2 separate regions of the Sus scrofa genome follow, and region 1 is linked to region 2. A link is a contact called in public promoter capture Hi-C data. All regions are on one chromosome and are shown on one strand. Each heading gives the region's core, a stretch centred on a gene start, on an enhancer-like site or on the middle of the called end of the contact. The rest is flanking DNA. Distances are from core to core; before and after follow the strand shown. Region 1 holds the start of SLC35E1 (solute carrier family 35 member E1). Region 2 holds the start of MED26 (mediator of RNA polymerase II transcription subunit 26).

What was found. Promoter capture Hi-C pulls out the DNA fragments that hold promoters and counts their contacts.
Region 1: a contact with region 2 is called in a promoter capture Hi-C map of liver, with 5 times the contacts expected there. The contact joins the promoter of SLC35E1 here to the promoter of MED26 in region 2. A contact is called at or near these places in 1 of 5 promoter capture datasets (liver), 15 of 47 Hi-C or Micro-C datasets (blood, embryonic fibroblasts, epiblast stem cells and 5 more) and 2 of 2 datasets of contacts at active chromatin or transcription factors (alveolar macrophages and skeletal muscle).

What each region holds. Positions count from the first base shown.
Region 1 is chr2:61,035,813-61,039,740 of Sscrofa11.1, forward strand. It overlaps SLC35E1 (solute carrier family 35 member E1), which reads left to right and starts at 2,013. Exons shown (of 6, transcript XM_003123474.6): 1 at 2,013-2,491; 2 at 2,870-2,940. The coding sequence starts at 2,065.
Region 2 is chr2:60,982,029-60,986,217 of Sscrofa11.1, forward strand. MED26 (mediator of RNA polymerase II transcription subunit 26) reads left to right here and starts at 2,205. Exons shown (of 3, transcript XM_003480761.4): 1 at 2,205-2,562. The coding sequence starts at 2,491. It overlaps LOC102160178 (a long non-coding RNA gene), which reads right to left and starts at 2,040. Exons shown (of 2, transcript XR_301790.3): 1 at 1,834-2,040; 2 at 803-1,024.

The DNA of each region.
Region 1 (3,928 bases), core at 763-3,262, 54 kb after region 2:
CTGACCCCTACCTTGCCTTTCATGCTTTCAGGGCCACGATGCTTCTCCCACATCAGGTCACCTCTTAGCTTTGGGTGACAAACTGAAGGGCCACATCTGTCTCCATCTATACCTCACCTTTCTCAGACAGAGAAGCCCCCCCCCCAGCAGGCTCTGCAATTCAAGTTTCAGTGACCTTGTCCTATCCCCTAAAATATTTGTAGTTCTTATACCACATGGTTCAAAACTCTTGTCTGGCTCCAGGCTCCAGGCTGGGCCCTGGCTCCAGGCTGCTAGCTTCCCATGCAGGCCTAGGGCTATCTTAGTATCTGGATGGGGTTGACTTAAACAAAAAAAATTTTTTTTCCCTCCCTTAACTATAAAGTGATAGCCTTTTAGTTCTTCCCCCTTGTCCCTGAAACCATAAGCTAAGACTTCTGTTTTCTTGTTTTTCCACTCTGGAATAGGTCATCTTGTTTCAAGGTGAGGAGCAACTTAATTTCACAGATGAGAAAGCAACTACCCCTTTAGAGGGGTAGCCCCACAGAGCAAACCAAGAGGTCTAGGGACATTCAGTCAACCCTGAAGCATAGTTTCAAAGCCAGTGGAGATTTCTGACATAGCTTTGAAAAAGACTCCTAAAAAGTGGGTGAAGTGGCTTTAAGGGCAGTCCGAAGTTGAACCCTGCCCCTGCCATCTACCAGCTGTATGATATGCAAGTGCTACTCCAGAGCTGTGAGGACTAAAAAAATGGTCAAAATTTAGGACCAAAGGGGGAAAAAAAAGCATATCAGCAGTACCATTTGTGCTGCGGAGTAACTACTTTCCTAATTCCACTGTACCTGTTTTCTCACCTGCAATGTGGCCAGCTGATCACAGGTCCCAAGGATATTAGTCTGTGACAAAGTATCATAGACACAGCTGGAACATATTAGGATTTCAGGTTGGTGTCCTAGGATCATCTCTTTATCTCATACCTACGCTTTGGGGGAGGTGACTGTTCCCCCACCCATGCAGGGACCACATCTCCAGCTCTTGAGTACCTAGTAAGCCCTGGGGTACAGATACTGCTTGCCTTTGAGAACACACGGCTAAGACTTCCCACCAATATTTTGGAGACCAAGTTGGGTTGCCGCTTTGTTCTTTGCTAAGAACACAATGGAAGGGAATTTTTAACACTCCATCCACCCCCACCCCGCAAAGTTGTAAGTACAAAGTCCTTTAGTAACAGAAGATCAACTTGCTGAAAACACCGTCTTGTTTTCCTTGGGGCTGCTCTATCCCCGCCAGTTCTTGGTGCATCAAGCAGTCCGGGCCGGCACCACGCCCCTCCCTCCAGCAAACCCTTGGGATAGGTGCCCACGGATGCTGCCATTACCGTGACTCCCAAATTGTTCGCAGGACTTAAGCCACGTCGCTTCCCTTTTCTGGGTTTGGTCTGTCGGTCTATGAAATGAAGATAATACCCAACCTGAGTGCACATCGCGGTGGTTCCCAGAACGTTCCCTCGGGCGCTGTGAGCTGGCCCCTCTGTTGGATTCCGGCCAAGGGAGTTCGTTCCCAGTTTGAAGAAAGAATTTTGCCCATGGAGACGTCTTCACAATTCGGTTTCTCTCCCCGAAAGGTCTGGTCTTTTACCTTTGGTGTCCGGCCCGGCCATCAGGAATCTAGCTGGAGGGCGCCGATGCAGCGCAGACACCGAGGTTTGACTCGCGAGCTCGACGCCAGCTCACGGACGCCGACGTGGAGGGGCCCTAATGCTACCGCCCTCTCGCCCGCTTGTGCTTGGGGCTCCGGACCCGTGTCCCCGGCCTTAGCCCACAACTCCAGGAACTTTCTGGGATCAGTCCCTGTTCCTTCTCTCTGCTTCCGGGGCAAGCCCCGCCCTCTCCGGAAGCCCACCAGTAAGGGGCGCGGCCTGCGCTAGCTACGTGGTGGCTGGCGCGTCGGTCGGCGCGCGGCGGTGATGCAAGCAGCGATGACCAATAGGAAGCGCTATAGGCCACCGCTCCCGCCCCCGCCGGCCCCGCCTCCGCCCGGCGTCGGGCCGTCGGACGGGCGGGAAGGGGCGGCCGCTTGGGAAGGATGGCGGCAGCGGCTGCGGCGGTGGGAGTGGGCGCGGGCGCCGGTGGCCCAGGAGCTGCAGGCGGCGGCAGCGGGGCGCGTGAGGGCGCGCGGGTGGCGGCGCTGTGCCTACTGTGGTATGCGCTGAGCGCGGGCGGCAATGTGGTCAACAAGGTGATCCTGAGTGCTTTTCCATTCCCCGTGACCGTGTCGTTGTGCCACATCCTGGCGCTGTGCGCGGGGCTCCCGCCTCTGCTGCGCGCCTGGCGCGTGCCCCCCGCGCCGCCCGTCTCGGGCCCTGGGCCCGGCCCGCATCCGTCGCCCGGCCCGCTGCTGCCGCCGCGCTTCTACCCGCGTTACGTGCTGCCGCTCGCTTTCGGCAAGTACTTCGCGTCAGTGTCCGCGCACGTCAGCATCTGGAAGGTGCCTGTGTCCTACGCGCACACCGGTGGGTGCCGCGGCTGGCCTGAGGGGAGGCGGCCGGGAGCACGCCGCCCCGGGCTTCGGCGCTTGGGTAGGAGTGCGCCAGACGACCTGGAATGCGGCCCTAAGTCCACTTCTCTCTGGAAAGCGCTGAGAGCGCTTTTAGCAGGAAAGGGACACACATAAGGGTCTCCGGGAAGGAAGGGACTGAGAAGATGGCTGGGAGCTGAGCAGGGCGGAGCAGAACAGTTGGGTTGCGGGGAAAACCCATAGAAAGAGAAGAGCTGAAGCAGTTTGAGGGGCTGCCAAGCCTTTCTATCCTTCCAGTGGAGTTGAGACCGAATTCCAGGGTGGGTTCAGTGACTAGAGTGGTTCCCTGAACGCTCCTTGCCTCTCTTTGCAGTCAAGGCTACTATGCCCATCTGGGTGGTTCTCCTGTCCCGGATCATCATGAAGGAGAAACAGAGCACCAAGGTAACCCAGAAGGGCTTTGGGCAGGTAGGGGCCCAAGGGCCTCCCAGCTGTTGCCCAGCTGCTGACGTGGTACAGGTTCCTGGCATGGGCTGCCTGGCTTCCTGTCAAATAAGGAAGTCAGCTTAGAGACTTCTGGAGGCGCTTTTGCTGCTACTGTTCTGGAATCGCTGGGGCGGTGGTGTGTGAGGTGTGTATTCTTGAGTTGTCTTTGCTCTATGGTCTTGGAATGCTGCCATCTATCTCAGGCCCAGTTTTGATTTCCTGCATGGGGTTGCTGATAGGCAACTTGGACAACTTGGTTGCATCTTGACCACACATCCCCTGATGCTCCAGTGGGGTCAAGGTTGTAATACCTGACTCCTTGCTGGAACAGAACTCTTGACAGTTTCACATCTTTGCAAGAGATAATGGTCAGGTTGGGGGTTTCTAGGGTCAGAAGACATGAGATGCTAGTCAGAGGAATCTGATTTTGGCAAAGCCCAGCAAAGTCTTCGAAATAAAAACAGCCAGGAATTGTGAATGTCTGGGTATGGAAGTGAAAGCAACATGCAGAACCCAGGGCTGCATAGGGAAGATGCTTTGGGCACAATCCAGGGTTTGTTAAGATTCCAAGCCAGGGTATTTCCTGGCTTGAGGCGAGAGAAGTTGTGGCTTCAGCCAGAGACAGCCTTGCCCTGTGTCCTTAAGTGGAAGTGGAACTCCTGTAGTCCCAGCTGGAATCCATTTCATGCTGGACAGAGCGCCTGTTTTCTCTGTGGTTGGCTTCTGGCATCTTGTATTTTTTGTAACTTAGAATGGCCGTGCCCCGAATCAGCTTATAGATATTGGGCCACCTCTGGCTGATTTTTCTTTCAGCCAATCTTTTTCCTTGCGAGATCTGGGTGTGCTTTGCAGCCCGCCCCCAGTGTGATTCAGGTGTGACTTGTCTCCCCAGGTTGGAGTTGCCCAGCAGGTGGGCAGCTGCATCTCTCAATATCACATCGTGTTT
Region 2 (4,189 bases), core at 955-3,454:
TTATATACTACATACAGATATCTGTGTGTGTTCATGTGCATCCTCGTGTACACAGTATTTATATTTAATGTAATAAGTTATTAAATATTGAGCCCCCACTGTGTGTGAGATCTGTGGAACTGAACTGCCTGAATGTGTGTACAATTGCCGTGTATCTGGATAAGATGTTCATTCCCTTTTTTCACATGTATTTAATAATCACTCTTCTATCTGCTGGGGACACAGTCAAGTCAGTGCCCTTGCAAAGCTCACAGTCATCTTAATCTTTCTTAATTTAAAAAGAGCAAGTAGGGAATTCCCATCTTGGCTCAGCAGGTTATGAACCTGACTAGTATCCATGAGGATGTGGGTTAGATCCCTGGCTTCACTCGGTGGCTTAAAGATCCTGAGTTGCCATCAGCTGTGGTGTAGGTCATAGATGAGGCCTTTGGGTGGAGGCCAGCAGCTGTAGCTCTGTTTCGATCCCTAGCCTGGGAACCTCCATATGCGGCAGGTGCAACCCTAAAAAGAAAAAGTAAATAAAAAGCAAGTAAGTAGAGTGCTTTTTAGATTTTTCTTAAATAACCTGACCCTTATGAAACAAATTATTTCTTTGTAACCCTTGATTAATATATATACATTATTAATATTAATACATATATTAATATTATATGAGTCAGAAATTAAAAAAAAGAGAGGTTGGAACGGGATGCTTGGAGGCGTGCTTGTTTTGCTTATCTGAAGTGAGATAAGGAATATCTCCAAATGGGCCCGTTTCCAACCTGGACCAGGTAAACAAAGCATCTCATTCTAGGAGAGAGAGTAAATTATTTGCCCATATTTATTTTCTCCTACAAGGGTGATGTAAAAGTTTTCACATGTGCAGAAGCAGGCAACCACAACCACGTGTGGAAACAGCCGTTTTTGTAAATAAAAATGCTTCCCAGAAACATGACAAATGCAAGACTAACAGGTGTAGCACAGATCCAAGGCGCACATGTGGTTTTCATCAGCTGCCTCTCTCCTGTTTTAAATCTAGGTCTTCCTGTAACAAACGAAAAAAGTTATTTCTCCCGAGGCTGCGACTAATAATCCACTCAGCCTGCCCTTTCATCCCGTCACATAACTGAGTATTTAGCAGAGCTTCCAGAGGAGACAGCAATGAAAGAAGGCGCGGGGGTCGGCTTAGACTTGACAGTTAACAATTCTGGGCTTGACCTAGAACTCTGGATGACCTTGGGCCTCAGTTTCCTTCTTTGTAGTGGAGATTGAGAGAATGAGGACTGAAGGGTCTTTCTTTTAAACCAGGGATTCTCTACAGGAGTCGATTTTTGCCAGCCAAGGGACCTCTGGCAGTGATTGGAGACATTTTTGGCTGTCCCAGGCGGGGGAAAAGGGTGCTACTGGCATCTAGTGGGTAGAAACCAGGGATGCTGCTGAACATCATGCAATGCACAAGACAGGCCCTACAACAGAGTGATCCCAGCCCCAAATGTCTGGGCAGGTTGACTCCAACGTTGCGAGCTTGGCGTAGATACAGGCTTGCAACGCTGGTGTCAGCTCAGGGGTTGGCTTTGGGGCTTTCCTAGCTGGGGCGGCGGCTCCCATGCGGGGCGCTTGGCTATCGCACATTTTCGGGATCCCGGCCCGAGGCGCTGCAGACCCGTGCTCGTATCAACGCCCTCTGGAGGGGGAGGGGCTGGAGTGTTCCCGCACGCTCAACTGACCCTTACACGCACAAATTCACTACGGGGAAGTCTGCTCCCCTGGCCCTCAGAAACGCAAATAGAGGGCTTGTGAAAGACCCCAGGCTCAGAAAACTTGGCAGCTTCTCCTGCCCGCGATTTCCATCACCTCCATCAGAACAGGGAAAGCTTTTCTCCCCGAGGAGAGGTCCTTCGGCTGCTCTGATACGGCCTCCCACAGCGCCGGAGTTCAAGGACTCGGCGCCCACCTAGCGTTTCGGTCGGAGACCTCGGCCCCCAAGCCGGGGCGGGGGCGGGGCCTGCAGGCGGTGGCCGTTGCCCCGCCCAACCGCCTCCCAACGGCTCCCTTGGCCGGGCGGCGGGGAGGAACCAAGCGGTGGGGCGAGTGCGCCTGCGCGCGCATGCGTATGGGTATGGGGCCGGGCCCGCGCGTGGCCCCGCCCAGGTTCGGCGTCTCTGCCCGCCCCATCTCCCAACCTCCTCAGCGTGGCGCCGACGCTGCGTGCGGCGCGGGTTACCCAGAGTGCTCCGCGCGAGGGTAGCTCACTGGAGTTTGGTTCTCGAGGCGGCGGCAGCAGCGGCAGAGGCTCCGGCGGCTCCTCCTCCTCCTCCGGTGGCGGCGGCGCCCCGGGCCTGAGCCCCGGCCCCGGCTCCCCCTCTGCCACCCCGCGCGCCCCCACTTTCTCCGGCGCCGCGGGGAACATGAGGCTCCGCTCCCGGAGGCCGGCGAGTGAGTGACCCCCGTCCCCCACCTCAGCCCGCCCGCCCGCTGGCCCGGCCGCTCCCCCCCCGCCTCGCCCAGGCAATGACAGCGGCTCCGCCGTCTCCGCAGCAGATCAGGGACCGGCTGCTGCAGGCCATCGACCCCCAGAGCAACGTAAGTGTCCACGGCACGGGCTGTGGTGGAGGCCGCGTGGGCCCGGGACCCTCCCCCTCCCTACTGCCTCTCTCCTGCCGGGTTCTGGGGGACCCGTCGGACGCTCACCTGCCCCCAAGGGCCGCTGCCATCTCGGCCTCTCGCCCCTCGGGCCCGGGTCGGGGCAGGTCGGGCAGCCCGGCGGCGTTCGGTACGTGAGGCCGAGGCTTTCGTGAGGCCTGGGCGGAGGGAGCAGATGGGAGCTGAGACCAGAGCTTTTCCTCAGTTCCCGCTCCAGCTCTTCGACCCTTGCTGCTACTGACAGAGCTCGCTTGCCTTTTCCTTCCCGGGAGACCCCCGACCCCCGGGAAGCCCTCCCGGCGCGGGGGAGGGGAGAGGGAAAGGCTGTGGAGCAACTGGTGTCCGGGGTATGATTCGGGGATCCCGTGTCGCCAGTGTCTCGGCCTTCTGGGTGATCGGGAAGTCCTTCGCTTTCCTCCCGGCTGGAAGCACCTTCCCGGCTTCGGAGAGAATCCCTCGACTTGCTTTGCCCCTAGCCGGCTGCCTAGGGCGCGTAAAGAGTCCTCTTCGGTTCTGAGAGTGAACATGTCTTTGCAGGATCCCTCCTGGGGTCGCTGCTGACGGAAGACGATCTTGTGGAGAGTGGATTCTTTTACCTTTCTGGGCCTGAGTACTCACTGCGTCTCTGACCAAGCCAGAGCCCCGCTTTTTGGTAGTGAATTAGAGGTGATTGTTTTCTCTCCCATTCCCCCCATAGCCCTCCTTCAGCTGTCTCTTCCCCCTACCTGGGGTCCCAGCCTGTTGGTTTGTGACCTAGACCATCCGGGTTAACCTCAGGGTGTTGCTTTCTCAGACGCTCCTCTACCCAGGCTGCTGTTTGTAGAGGGATCTTCCCTGCCCCCTTCCGTGTGTGGGGGGAAAGATTCATTGAGTTCTCATATCTTCTCTGAGTGGTTGCTGGCCATAAGGGTCATTTTTCCCTGTGGCAGGAGCAGGTTCAGCAGTAGGAAGATGCAGTAGCATCCAAGTAAGAGATGAGTCCCTGCATTTCCTGGGAGACCAGGAAGTGGCCCTTAAGATCATTTTTTAATGTACTGGGGCTAGAAGGAAAAACCCTCTTGGGCTTGGCCAGGTAACTCAGGTTTCTATCACTATGGAGGCTTTTGCTTTTCTTTTACAGGAGTTTGGCTGATTACTTTTAGCAGTAGGCTTTAGCTTAGCATTTTTAGAATTCATGTTGGATTGTACAGTTTTGGTAGATATAGAGAAGTTATGCTCTAAGACTCTGATTTCTATATCATAAGTAATTCTGTTGTTCCTGGTCTACAGGCCCTATTAGAGTAGCCGTGGTGGTAATTGTCTTTAACAAATGTTGTATACATTTTTTTTTATGACTTTGGGGGTGGACTAGGCACAAAGTATATAAGATCTTGCAGGATTTTTGCAGTAACTGGTGCCGCAGAGGTTCCCAAGACTGAAATATTAGAGGATAAAACAAGTGATGTGAAAAATGTAGCCTTGGTGTCTTTTGCATCAGTCAGAGTGTAATTTCTTGAATTCCATTTGCGTGTTTGCCTTCCAGAGAATCTGAAAGGTTCCTGAGATATTAGCACTGATCCTTAATGCC